Regions from separate parts of the Mus musculus genome. Here all the other regions are linked to region 1. Evidence: chromatin contacts called from public Hi-C data. All regions are on one chromosome and are shown on one strand. The core of a region is the stretch at or near the end of the contact, and the rest is flanking DNA. Distances in the headings are between cores, read along the strand shown. Region 1 overlaps 1700025G04Rik (RIKEN cDNA 1700025G04 gene). Region 2 has its middle 69 kb from the start of Edem3. Region 3 has its middle 75 kb from the start of 1700025G04Rik.

Region 1 (3,837 bases), core at 360-2,859:
TGTTAGCTTAGATGCTGGTTATAAAGCAGACGTGTTTAGAGATAAGACACCAATAGTAATTTTGCCTTTAAGAGAAACATTTATGAAAGGCAAAACTGAAAATTACTATCCATAGCTGTTTAAAAGAGGCCAAATGTTTGGTAAATGTTGTCTCTGAATAAGGGTTATTTCTTTTTTAAAAACTTCCCATATGATTAAAATATGAATAAGGAAGACATTTTAGTGGAAAATGTAAATAAAAGAATGAAAAAAAAATTTAAATCCTATATCCAAAATTGATGCGTTTAATCTCACTCTAGCCCAGGAACACCAGACTGCAGCCTCATCAACTAGCTCTGGTTACAGGATTCAAGTTCATGACTGAATGAACTTCACAGCTCTGCAAAGGTGGCCCACAACTCCCTGGGCATAAACAGTAACTTCAAACCAGTCTCCTTCGCTGAACATGTCCTAGACACCCACCTGTAGTTATCTGTTGAGGTACTGTGTCCAACTATTTCATTTTATTCATTCTATATCTCATTGTTTCCCCCAATTATGAACGGCATCTGCTTGCAACCATAAATAACAAATTTGGAGCATAAACGATATGTTTAGGGCCCAGTTCTTCAGGGTTCAGTAACCTAGCAACAGAGTGGTGAGAGACTTCTACCTAAACCATTCCTTTATCTAAGTAGCTACCTGGCATGGGCTTGGACACCCACTGCTCAGGTCAGGTTTGGGAATGACAAACTGATAATGACAGACAGATTGGAAAAACAGAAGGTTACAAGAGCCTTGATGCCAGTTCCAAAAACCTGAGCACCAGGACCATGAAGAGGGAAAATACACATGACTTAGGACCAGTTGCCAAATACACTTTTGTCTCGGCACCACTCAAGTTAATAAGAATCTAGAAGCTCTTGAAAGCTAACACCTAACACTTCTATATTCTGGATACCTGCAGGCCGGACATATGCTTTTAACAAAAATAAGCAGAGGTACTAATTACTACCTGCATTCTAACAGATAAAGGGGACAGGAGATGAGAGGATATTTTAATGCTTTCTTTTAATGAATGGATACAAGGTGAGTCCTTGTGACAAAGATATTTCCAGAAACAATTTAGCCCCTGTCCTCCTCCCTGGGATTTGTTTGGTTTATTGGCTCATCTATCAGACTTTAGAGGACTCTGGTTCCTAGTGGTCATTTGCAGTTAAGAGTCCTCCACTTCTTACCTAATAAAACTCAGAGACATATTTATTGGTTCTCTTCTTCCCATTCCAAAAATGAAAGTCAAAATACAATAAAGTAACATGACATGGTTTTTAAAAACTAACAGTTCCAGCAGTGGTAAAATAAATGAACAAATCAAACGTGGAAGGCTGTTTATTTATATGTCAAAGAGAAAGTAGCATTCTCCTATAGGATGACACAGTCATTTGTCCCCCCCACCCCCCCCCCATGAAGCCAACAAATCAAACAGGAGGAAGCCAGGAGCTTCCCCTTCCTCCCTCAAGGGGTAATGAGTTTGCTTCGTTAAAACCAGCCTCCTCCCCTGTTACACGCACTCTGAAACACAGATGCACGATGACATCAGCCGAAGAGCTAGACACCATCAATCTGCAAGACAGGAAATGCTGCAGCCAGACCTGCAGCCTCCTTAAACATTAGCTGCCTCCTGTCTACTGGTGGCTCTGTTCTGTAATGCAGGAAGGGCTGCTGATGAGACGGATCACTGGGAGGCAGCAATGACTAGAGACAGACAGTTGTGCCCAAGACACAACTTCTTAAACTGTGGATCAGAGCCCAACATGGGGCCAGACAATTAAGGATAGAGGTTCTTAACATATAACACACATACTTCGTACGATATGTGCTGTCCACGCCATGCAATGAGAAGGACTTTGTCTAAAATGGCATGGCTGAGACCATAAACTGCAGTGTTTGACTTGTTTATTAACCACTCATATCAAGCCTTCTGCTCTTACAGAAACATTACAGCTTACTTATGGAAAACAAAGATTTTCTGTAGGTGTGTGTATGTTTATGTGTGTGTTCAAATGCATGGGCATCAAACCAGCATCTTTTCAAACTATACTGTGTTAAAACTTTTGATTGTACACATTGATGTTGAGTTGCTGACTTAAAAATCATTAAATAAGCTGGGAGATAGTGGTACAAACCTTTAACCCCAGCACTCAGGAGGCAGAGGCAGGTGGATCTATGAGTTCCAGGCCAGCCTGGTTTACAGAGTGAGTTTCAGGACAGCCAAGCTACAGGGAGAAATCCTGTCTTGGAAACAAAAAACAAAAAACAAAACAAAACAAAACAGGTTTGAAAATTCATTAAATGAATTTTGGTTTAGGATTAGAACAGAATTTCCAACAGTTTCCAAAGTAAGTACTTGTAAACATACTTCTGCTTTTTTATACGACGTGATCATGTGATAACATGGTATTCTGAACAATGATAAAATGAAAACAGTTATCAGATATGAAAAATGCCGAAGACATTCAAACATTCAGCCAAGATTTAACTCTGAGTGAAAATAATCACGGCAATCTCATTAGTAAACAAACCTGCCATCAACCTCGAAAAATGGTAAAAATCTGTGTATATCAAAGGATTGTTTTAAAGAACATTTTCTGATGATTTGCTATCAGTAAATTCCTGATAAATGTCTACTCTATAAACCTATAAAGTCACGTCGGATTTTCTTAGTAAAAAGGGTTCAGGAGTAGAGAAAATTTAGAAAGCTCTGCCAACAAAGTTAACCCAGACCTAGGTGGCCAGGCTAAATGAGGGAGATGCATGCTTTCAAGGAGTAGTTGCCCTAATTTGATCTCTGCTGCAGAGAGTGTTTTTTTTTTAAAGAGTATTAGATAATAGTCAATGGTATTTACAACATCTTTGACCTTAGTTTCTCCTATTAGCACACACTTAAGCCAATTTATTTCTTTTTATCTTATTTTGGAAGATATGCTGGTAATGGAAGTGTACTGGCCAGTTTGATGTCAACTTAGGACAAACGTAGACGTGCCTGGGAAGACAGAACCTCAACTGAGAAAATGCTCCCACTAGATGACCTCTAGGACAATCTGTAGTGCATTTTCTCAATTAATGATCAGTAGTGGTGGGCCTGGCTCACTGTAGGCTATGCCACCCTGGGATGGTGGCCCTGGGTGCTATAAGAAAGCGACCTGAGCAAACCATGAGGAACAGGCCAGTAATCAACGCCCCATGGCTTTGGTTTCAGTTCCTGCCTTGGGGTTCCTGCTCTAAGTTTCTGCCCGGACTTCCCTGAGTGGCCGAACACGATCTGAGAGTTTTTAAATTGAAATAACCCTTTCCTCCCCAATTGCTCTTGGTCATGGTGTTTTTATCATCGCAGTTGAAACTGTAACTAAGGTAGGACTGTAGAGATTTACACAAGTTAAGCATGCGCTCTACCACTGAGCAACATCCCCAGACTCAACCCAACTCCACTTCCATTCAGTGGCCTCTGAAGCTGCACAATGTTGGTGATGTCACTAGCCACACAGGGACCATGACCCACCTTGCAACTGCAGGGGTTTCTCAAGCAAGCAGAACACATGTTGGCACCTGGGGCTCACCAAGTGACCTCCTTCCTCTCACTCATCTCCACTTAACTGTTCTGATCACCACATGCCAAGATGATCTTGAATTGAATCTGTGACTAAGTATCTATAGAGAAACATAGTGGTTTCTGTCCACAGCGGAGCTGTTTTCTCCAAGGGCATTCACTGGCTTTGCTGCCCTGGGACTAGATAGGGCTGTATAGAGAGTTCAAGTAGGGAAAGTCTGAAACACAAACAAGCTGGAGAGTAAAGGGGA
Region 2 (3,837 bases), core at 627-3,126, 190 kb before region 1:
TTTACATGCCAGAGCCTATGGTGGTGGGAGGGTAGGGGTGGCACACCTCATTAAAAGCAGTGCACTAGCCTTGGCCCTTTGCTCTTCATTCCCAAGAAGCCATTGTGTTTCAGTGGCTCTGAACTCTGCTATCCCAAGGACTCTGAGCAGATAACATTAAAGACCATGTGATCATTATCAATTTTAAGGCTTGAACAAGTTCCAGGCATCTTAGTCAAAGTACCAAATTAAGTGACTGGGCAGTGGACGGGAGCTCTGGTTTAATTCCAGAGGTAAACCTGAGCTCCTTCCAGTGAGTCACCCTCTTCCTCAGCCCTGCTTCACCCCCAGTTTCTGCTAACCTTCACTCAGCCACACTCCCTCCCTGCTTTGCATGTCTCCCATCTGAGACTGAAGAATATGAGTGATAGTGTCTGTTCTGGGGTTGTCTGGGCAATTAGTCCAGCCTCACTATGCCCCACCCTTCCAGGACAATGAAAGTATCACTGTTAGACTGTGAGGCGAGCAAAAGGAAACTTCAGAGGCCCATCTACTTAGAGGCTGAGTTCTTTAAAGGTTAATGGAGAAGAGTACCTACCTACCTGCTATTAAAGCATGGGTACTTACTTATTAGAACTAACTTGTTAGCCATGAGCTTGTGTTGGGCTAATTAAATACTGTCTGCTCTCTTCAAAGGGAATGCCATTGATGGACCTCTGGAAGACTCTTGATCTATAAAAGAATGCTAGCCCAGGTTAAGGTTCTTTTAGAAATCCTGTGGTGCTCTTTAGGGCCACATACCACTAACTTTGTCTTAACAGCAGCAGGTGATGTCAGGGTTTATAATAGCATGTGACTTCTCAGAGTCAAAGCTTCCTCACATGGTTGATCAAAGAACCAATGAATAAATAGACCAGCATTAGAGAACCTTCAGTCTGGAGGCTAGCTGCTTCCACGGCCGTCATTCTGACATCTCCAGCAGCCTTCCTCCACTTTGCCCACTCTCTTTCCAGCTTCTGCTGTAGACTAGTCAAAGCTTCCCGCTACAAATGGGTCCAGACAGCTGCTGCAACTGGAAATTCTAGGTCATGCAGCCACTCTCCTGCCCTACCGTAGAACTATTAAACTGAATCAATTCTAGCCTGTCTTCTTGTTAGCAGCCACAGGGACAGACAGTTTTCAAATCCCTCTTAACCCGTTTGCTTGTTCTCTCTCTCTCTCTCTCTCTCTCTGTGTGTGTGTGTGTGTGTGTGTGTGTCTCTCTCTTCTTTTCTTCCTCTTTTTTTTTCGAGACAGGGTTTCTCTGAATAGCCCTAGCTGTCCTGGAACTCACTCTGTAGACCAGGCTGGCCTCGAACTCAGAAATCCGCCTGCCTCTGCCTCTCAAGTGCTGGGATTAAAGGCATGCGCCGCCACTGCCAGCTTAACTCGCTTTCAAAAGGACCGTTTGCCTAGAAATCTGGGGAAAGGTTTTCCGAGTCTGGGGCAGGTCTAGGAGGGCAAAAGTCCAGGCTACTCCACACACCCACACCTTGGTGGCCAGAATAGCCTTGAGGGAGGAAGGGATTTCAACAGAGGGAGGATTTCAACTGTGGGAGCTTCTGGGCGGGGCGGGGTGGGTGTGGTGTGGTGGGGCTCCTCTGTGCCCCACTCTAATGCGTGACTGCCCCTTCCTACTGCCTGGCCGACCTAGTGTGCCATTTGATTCTTCCAACCTCAAGTCACTGTGATTCCCCGAGATCATGATGTCACGAGCTAGATTTGCCTGTGACTTCCCATTCAGCATCTGTGACAAGCTGAGCACCTTGGTCACTCTTCCAGCCGTCCTGGAGAGAACATTACAGACCTTCCATTACTGATGTCTTTGCTTTTTGAGCATGCCTTTAAACATGCCCAGTAGTGTACATCCTAATCTAGCCGAGCATCCACCCAGAAGTGCTTTTTCCAGATGACTATGCCTAGCCTTTGTGAAATAAATTCCCTGTCTGTCCTTTGTCCTTGGAGACTTGCTGTTTGGGGTGCTGCAGACTTCATTCTCATGCCTTCAGGCAATAGAGATCCACTCTTGTATGTCTTGGCTGTGACTTTTTGGCTTTCACTGATCAAGACACACTTTCCTCGTGTTATTTTACGGCATAACCAAAGCCATTTCTTTATTGAAGTGATGTGAACTCAGTCTGTCACCTTTGTTCACCGACTTGGAGAGCACCAGGACCACCACATGTCCCAGAATCAGCGTCACTCCTGGGCTGCCTTCCCATGTCACCCAATACACAAACATGCTTCCTTCTGTCGAACTCAACGGGCAAAGCCTTAGATATTAAGTCCCACCTGCACACTGATTGTACACATATCCATGAATAGCTTTGGGAGCTGGATGAAATTAAGTCCCACTGCTGACCAGCCTCACTTAAAATCCTGGCTGAACATCTCGGGTGAGACTTAGCACTGTCTCGGATTCTAGCCACATTTCTCTGATCGATGTTTGCAACTTGGCATGAGCTTCATCCTTTCTTTCCAAATCTCCCACACTCATCATCAAGCAAAACAGATGCAAATGAGGATACAGTATTCACCGGCCTAGAACTATTCGAGCTTGTTAACATAGACTTCTCCCTGAAGGAATCCAAGGACTCTTTCTACCGTCATACTAGAGAACTGGAGCCTCAAGTGAACCAGATGTACTGACAAATGGGAAAACAAATCAGACTATTAGACTCCATTTGAGCCTGAGAGTGAAGGAACTCTGGCCCACTGCCTAAAATCCCTTTCTGCACGCACCAAGAGCATCGGCCTCCATCCCTGAGTCATGGGAACAGAGATGTTGGATGATGAGTTACAGTGCGACACCGAGCTCATCCAATGAAACCAGGAAGCTCTTTGTCTTATTTTCCTTGTTTTTCTGCTGCTGGTGAAAGTGCAAGCGGCCCCGAAGAGAGGGAGAGACAGAAATGGAGAAAGAGTTTTTGTAGGTAACAACACACAACCAAGTCTGTTTGTTTCTTTTTTAACTCCATCATCTGCTCCAAGAACCTAAAAAAAAAGATAACTAACAAGAAACCTACACAGTTTCTTCCAAATACTCAGGTCAATGTTTGTAACAGCAGGATATGTCAAGGCAGAACGATGGGGACAATGCACATTCGGAGTATGGACTGTCTAAGGGGAATGTTTTCCAGTGCTGAGTAGTGCAACTATTAATGTTGCCTTTATTAATGTTGCCCTTGCTGTTCTCCAGACGCCGAGCTAGGCTCTAGGGATCCTAGAGTGACACTCAAGGCCATTTCAGATCTGTTTTTATAGAGACTTTACTGTCAAATCCAGAAGGCACCGAGCAAGAAATACCAAAGCCATGAGGCTTTTGAAAACAGACAATCTAGATACTATGGGGGTCTATGACACAGGATTCAGCCCTGTGGGGAAGCTGTGTTGTGGCAAATGCTAAGGTTTCTGAGATGCCTTTATCTCCAAAGATTAGGACGGTGGGTCTTTCTAAAGGAAAGGCTAAAAGGTTTTGATATATAATAAGGATTTTGAATTTTGTTCTAAGGGTAATGAGAAAACATTGAAGGGTTTTAAATAAATCAGTGGCTTGCTGAAATATGGCTAAATAATGAGAAATCTAGAATTACCTCTCATATATGAATGTAGCTGTAGGGTTATGGGTGCCACGTCTGCTCCGCCACAGGGCTCGGCTACTTGGGGAGGCAGGATGCAGGGAGTTTGGCCACGCTTAGCCCATGCTGTCACCAGCCAGGAAGTGCAATCTGAGGTGTGGGACCGCTGGACCTGGCTTGGGGCTCCCCAGGCCTGTGACCGAGGCCTGAGCCATCTGGTTCTCAGCCTCTTGGACACCCA
Region 3 (3,837 bases), core at 912-3,411, 150 kb after region 1:
AGCCAACTTTCCTGAAGTGAACTTGCATCAGGACAGTATTTGCTTCTGCGTGTATTGCCTATTTTACCTGCATGGAGTCTGGTAACTCTGGTCTACGTTGTTAACCCTGGATGCTTTTAGGTGACTGCTTTTATATTATACTCAGCTTTTCAATAAGATAAGTAATCTAGATAACTTTGCGTGTTACTCCCTAAAATGGGACGTCTAGGACAGCAAATAACTTCACCATGTCCACACAGTCTCACCAAGCTGAGCGTTCAAGTAGTAATGTATATTTTGCTTCCTGAAATTGCTCTACATTGTCATTTTGATTATTGTTTAAAAAAATCAGGGGAAAGAAACCCAGATTTCCTGTCCTAGCTACCATCATCCATGAGTGTTAAACATTACTCAGACAGAGAAAATATATTGTAACTTTATATTTAAAAGTTGTTGACACATAATGAATAAAATCTCAAGTGTTGTCTAATTTATACATGAAGTTTTATTGAAACATTATTATTTTTTTAAACTGACACTCATTTTTTAAATGTGTGGTCTATGTACTGTTGCTTTGTGCTATTGAGCAGGAGCTGAATAGCTGTCATGACGCCTGTGTGGCCACAGAATCGACAATACTCACCGGTACTTCCGGTTACCAAGAGGTGTTGCCTGGTTGATTTAGCTTCTATAAGCAAGTCAAATTATTTCCACATCATTTCCATATAGTTCTAGATCCTGGAAACTTTGTCTCTCTGTTGAGTCACATGGAGAAACAGAAGAAAGGGATAGCTATAAAATGCAGACTTCCAAGTAGCAATGTGGCTGTTGGACAAGGATTCTTTCCCTGCACAGGACTTAGCTATCTTAGCGTTTCTCTTCCCTTCCAGAGTGCATTTCATTTCTGAAACCAAGCTCCTCTGTTTCATTTACCTATGTTTCCAGGGGCCTGGACAGTGAGAGAAGGCTTAGAGGAAGAGGAATGTCACACCCAACAAACGTGGACAAATCCAGGCCCTAGGTGTTGGAGAGAGAGATGTCAGCAGGTTTGCTGGCAGAGCTGTACATCAGTGGGGCATGCATGTCATTTCTTGCTTCTGTTTCTCCACGTGACTGGAGCCCATCACACGGTGTCAAAGTTGCTGGGGCCTTTCCTGCTCCTCAGGAATAAGTGATATGGACCTTAGGTGGGAAACACAAAGACAAAGAGCCCAGAAAGGGAGGTTGCATTCTGAGTCCGGGAAGGGGCTGCCTGTAATGAGCAGATGTCCCGAGACTGCGGACAGAGTCAGGTATGCTCCTGCTTGGCTCCTGTTGAGCATAGCTGTATGTAGCTAGAGGGGGAGCCCTTTCATTCTGCCTTGGTTAAAGATTCTGGGGGTGGGGTGGGGTTTCTGTGCAGAACCATCTTAACAGGGAAAGCCACAGAGACAAGCAGATGACCAGGTCAAGTCATGTTTTCCTACATGAGCAGGAGCCATAACAAAGCACAAGTCTTGTTCTGAGCACAGTTGTGCTACTAGATAACAACCGAGAACAAAGCGGTTTCTCCTGACCCAGACCCCCGTTGGACAGATGTCTTCACCGATAGGAGAGTAGAAGCAAGCATTGGGTCCAGGAGTGAGGGATAGGAATAATGATATCATTTCTTTATAGAACATCAGCTGTCTTACAGCCACGTCCCTTTGCTTATTAATCCATCTGAAATTTCCCAGGGGATTTCGAGCTGGCTCTCTGCCTGCTGATGAATCTGTAACTCTGAGATAATTAACTGTAATGGTTTGGAGACAGACGCTCTTCTCAATCATGGCCCGGTCTTGGGCTGCCAAACACCATCTGCACCTGGGTGGTAGGCTAACAGCATCCTCATTTTATTCCAGTTTTCCCTTCCTTCATTTTTTTTTTAAAGTGAGGAATCCACTGTCCTCCGTGCTAACCAGGGAGCCAAGACAGCTCTAAATTTCCTTCTGTGAAGCGAGGTGATAGGGAAGTGGGGGGAGGGTAGTATGTGGGAAAAGCTAAAGGGCTCCCTTCTCGGAGACCAGCATACAAAAAGCCTCTCTATTCCTGGCCACCTGGACTCACCAGGCTCATTATATGAACGACCAAGGGTGGACTAGGCAGTCAGCAGACCAAAGAACATCAGAGAAGGGAGTTCTTATGTGATCTGCTCCTGGTGCCTGTGGAGGGAGAGGCAGGAGGCTGCTGGTAATTTTCCGGGCACTCAGCATGCACCACTGTGCCCCTTACACAAGCACAATGGCCATGTGGCTAAGTAGCCAGATGGGCTGCAGTCCAGGCAAAGGCAAGGGAGAGATGATGGAGTCTGATTCGTTGGCTCCTTAGCCTTACTGCTGGCCCTCTGTCTTTTGACACTGGATTTACCTTTCATGAGTCCCCAAAGGGAGGGCGCATCCCAGCTGGGTCCTCGGGAAGCTGTGGATTTGCTGATTTGCACAGTCCTTGTGCATATTTTTATGTGGGCAAGCAAAACAGATGGCTCCATCCACATAGCTGAAAACCCAGCTGGTTCTTGCCGCACTAGGATGACCCGTGTTCGGGGATCCGAGTCTTCCCTGCCAGAGCCTTGGGCAAGTTGGGAAATATGTTTGTCTTTGAATTAATAGAGCACAGGCAACTAAGGTCCAAGATGCTACAGTTCCCTCCAGGCCCTGTGGGCTGTGGGAGTGCAGGAGAGGCAGTGTTAAGTACTTTACACAAGGCAATATTCCTTCTTGGAGTCCTTTACTTTCTTTCTTTCTTTTGTTAATTAGGCATGTTAAAAACTCACTAAAAGATGGAGTTGTCTCCTGCTTGTTTGTATGTGTGTGTGTGTGTGTGTGTGTGTGTGTGATGAGTGATGGATACATGTGACGAGGTGTGAACATGTTTTGAGTGTGTGCGCACATGTATGTAGAGGTCAGACGTTGACATTGGGTGTCTTTCTCAATCACTCTCTCCCCCCTTATGTTTTGAGACAGGGTCTCTCACTGAGCCTGGAGCCTGCAGACTCAAATCCACTGGCTGCCCAGCAAGCCCCAGGGGATGCTCCCATTTCTGCCTCCCTGGGATAGGATCACAGGAGTGTGCTGCTGAGACCAGCTTCTTCTTCTACTTTAAAAATGTGTGTCTTCTCCTTTTCTTGGTTAGGCCAAAACAGACCTAGCAAGAGAATTTTCCAAGGCATAAATAATATATATATATAAATTATATGTATGTATGTATACATATATGATATATGTGATATGTGATATATGATATATGTATATGTATATGTATCCTCCCCCCACTTCCCTATCACCTCACTTCATAGAAGGAAATTTAGAGCATATGTATTAACCACAGAAATTATCCTAGGTACTGAAAATTCCAAAATGAATGGTACACTATCTTCATGATCAGAAACCTTAGTGCCTAGGGGAAGAGAGATGATGAAAAACAGAATCTATGGAGAAGGAGAAGAGGAAAAGGATGATGTAATAGGGAATTGAATGGATGGGGACATAAGAGGAAGAACTTACTTTCCTTGGGAATAGCAAGACCCAGGTTTTGAGTGGCATTCCTTGCAAGAAAGTAAAGCTTTATCTGGGGCATAAGGTCCATCGACATCTGTAGAATGTGGAGGTGCAGGGGACCATTCACTGCTCTCCAATGCCAGTCCCCTCAGAACCTTCCTCCTAACCTTTGTCTAGTCGAGTGTGGGCCTGCAGAAATTGGCCCCATCCCCTGCTTAAGACAGATGCTAATTAGACAAGGTTAACAACTATAACAATTACATTCCTATTGTCTTAGTTTGGGTTCTTATTGCTATGATGAAACACTGTGACCAAAAGCAGGTTGGGAGGAAGGGGGTTATCT

What was found. Hi-C and Micro-C count contacts between places; a contact is called where the count stands out from the background.
Region 2: a Hi-C map of the N1E-115 cell line shows a contact between it and region 1, with 9 times the contacts expected there. The contact joins two enhancer-like sites. A contact is called at or near these places in 1 of 15 datasets of contacts at CTCF or cohesin (pro-B cells), 13 of 484 Hi-C or Micro-C datasets (the 3T3-L1 cell line, the HPC-7 cell line, the N1E-115 cell line and 9 more), 3 of 115 datasets of contacts at active chromatin or transcription factors (embryonic stem cells, memory CD8 T cells and oligodendrocyte precursor cells) and 1 of 9 other capture datasets (bone marrow-derived macrophages).
Region 3: a contact with region 1 is called in a Hi-C map of the N1E-115 cell line, with 4 times the contacts expected there. The contact joins two enhancer-like sites. A contact is called at or near these places in 3 of 484 Hi-C or Micro-C datasets (the HPC-7 cell line, the N1E-115 cell line and nephron progenitors).

What each region holds. Positions count from the first base shown.
Region 1 is chr1:152,017,787-152,021,623 of GRCm38.p6, forward strand. All of the region lies in intron 1 of 1700025G04Rik (RIKEN cDNA 1700025G04 gene), which reads right to left. Among named protein-coding and RNA genes, the nearest start is that of 1700025G04Rik, 71 kb to the right of the region's middle. Within about 2 kb of position 1,610, at least 112 of the 459 cell types and tissues checked have an H3K27ac peak or open chromatin away from gene starts, as enhancers often do. A contact at or near this core is called in the N1E-115 cell line, where this site is marked.
Region 2 is chr1:151,822,580-151,826,416 of GRCm38.p6, forward strand. No RefSeq gene overlaps it. Among named protein-coding and RNA genes, the nearest start is that of Edem3, 69 kb to the left of the region's middle. Within about 2 kb of position 1,877, at least 12 of the 459 cell types and tissues checked have an H3K27ac peak or open chromatin away from gene starts, as enhancers often do. A contact at or near this core is called in the N1E-115 cell line, where this site is marked.
Region 3 is chr1:152,163,375-152,167,211 of GRCm38.p6, forward strand. No RefSeq gene overlaps it. Among named protein-coding and RNA genes, the nearest start is that of 1700025G04Rik, 75 kb to the left of the region's middle. Within about 2 kb of position 2,162, at least 55 of the 459 cell types and tissues checked have an H3K27ac peak or open chromatin away from gene starts, as enhancers often do. A contact at or near this core is called in the N1E-115 cell line, where this site is marked.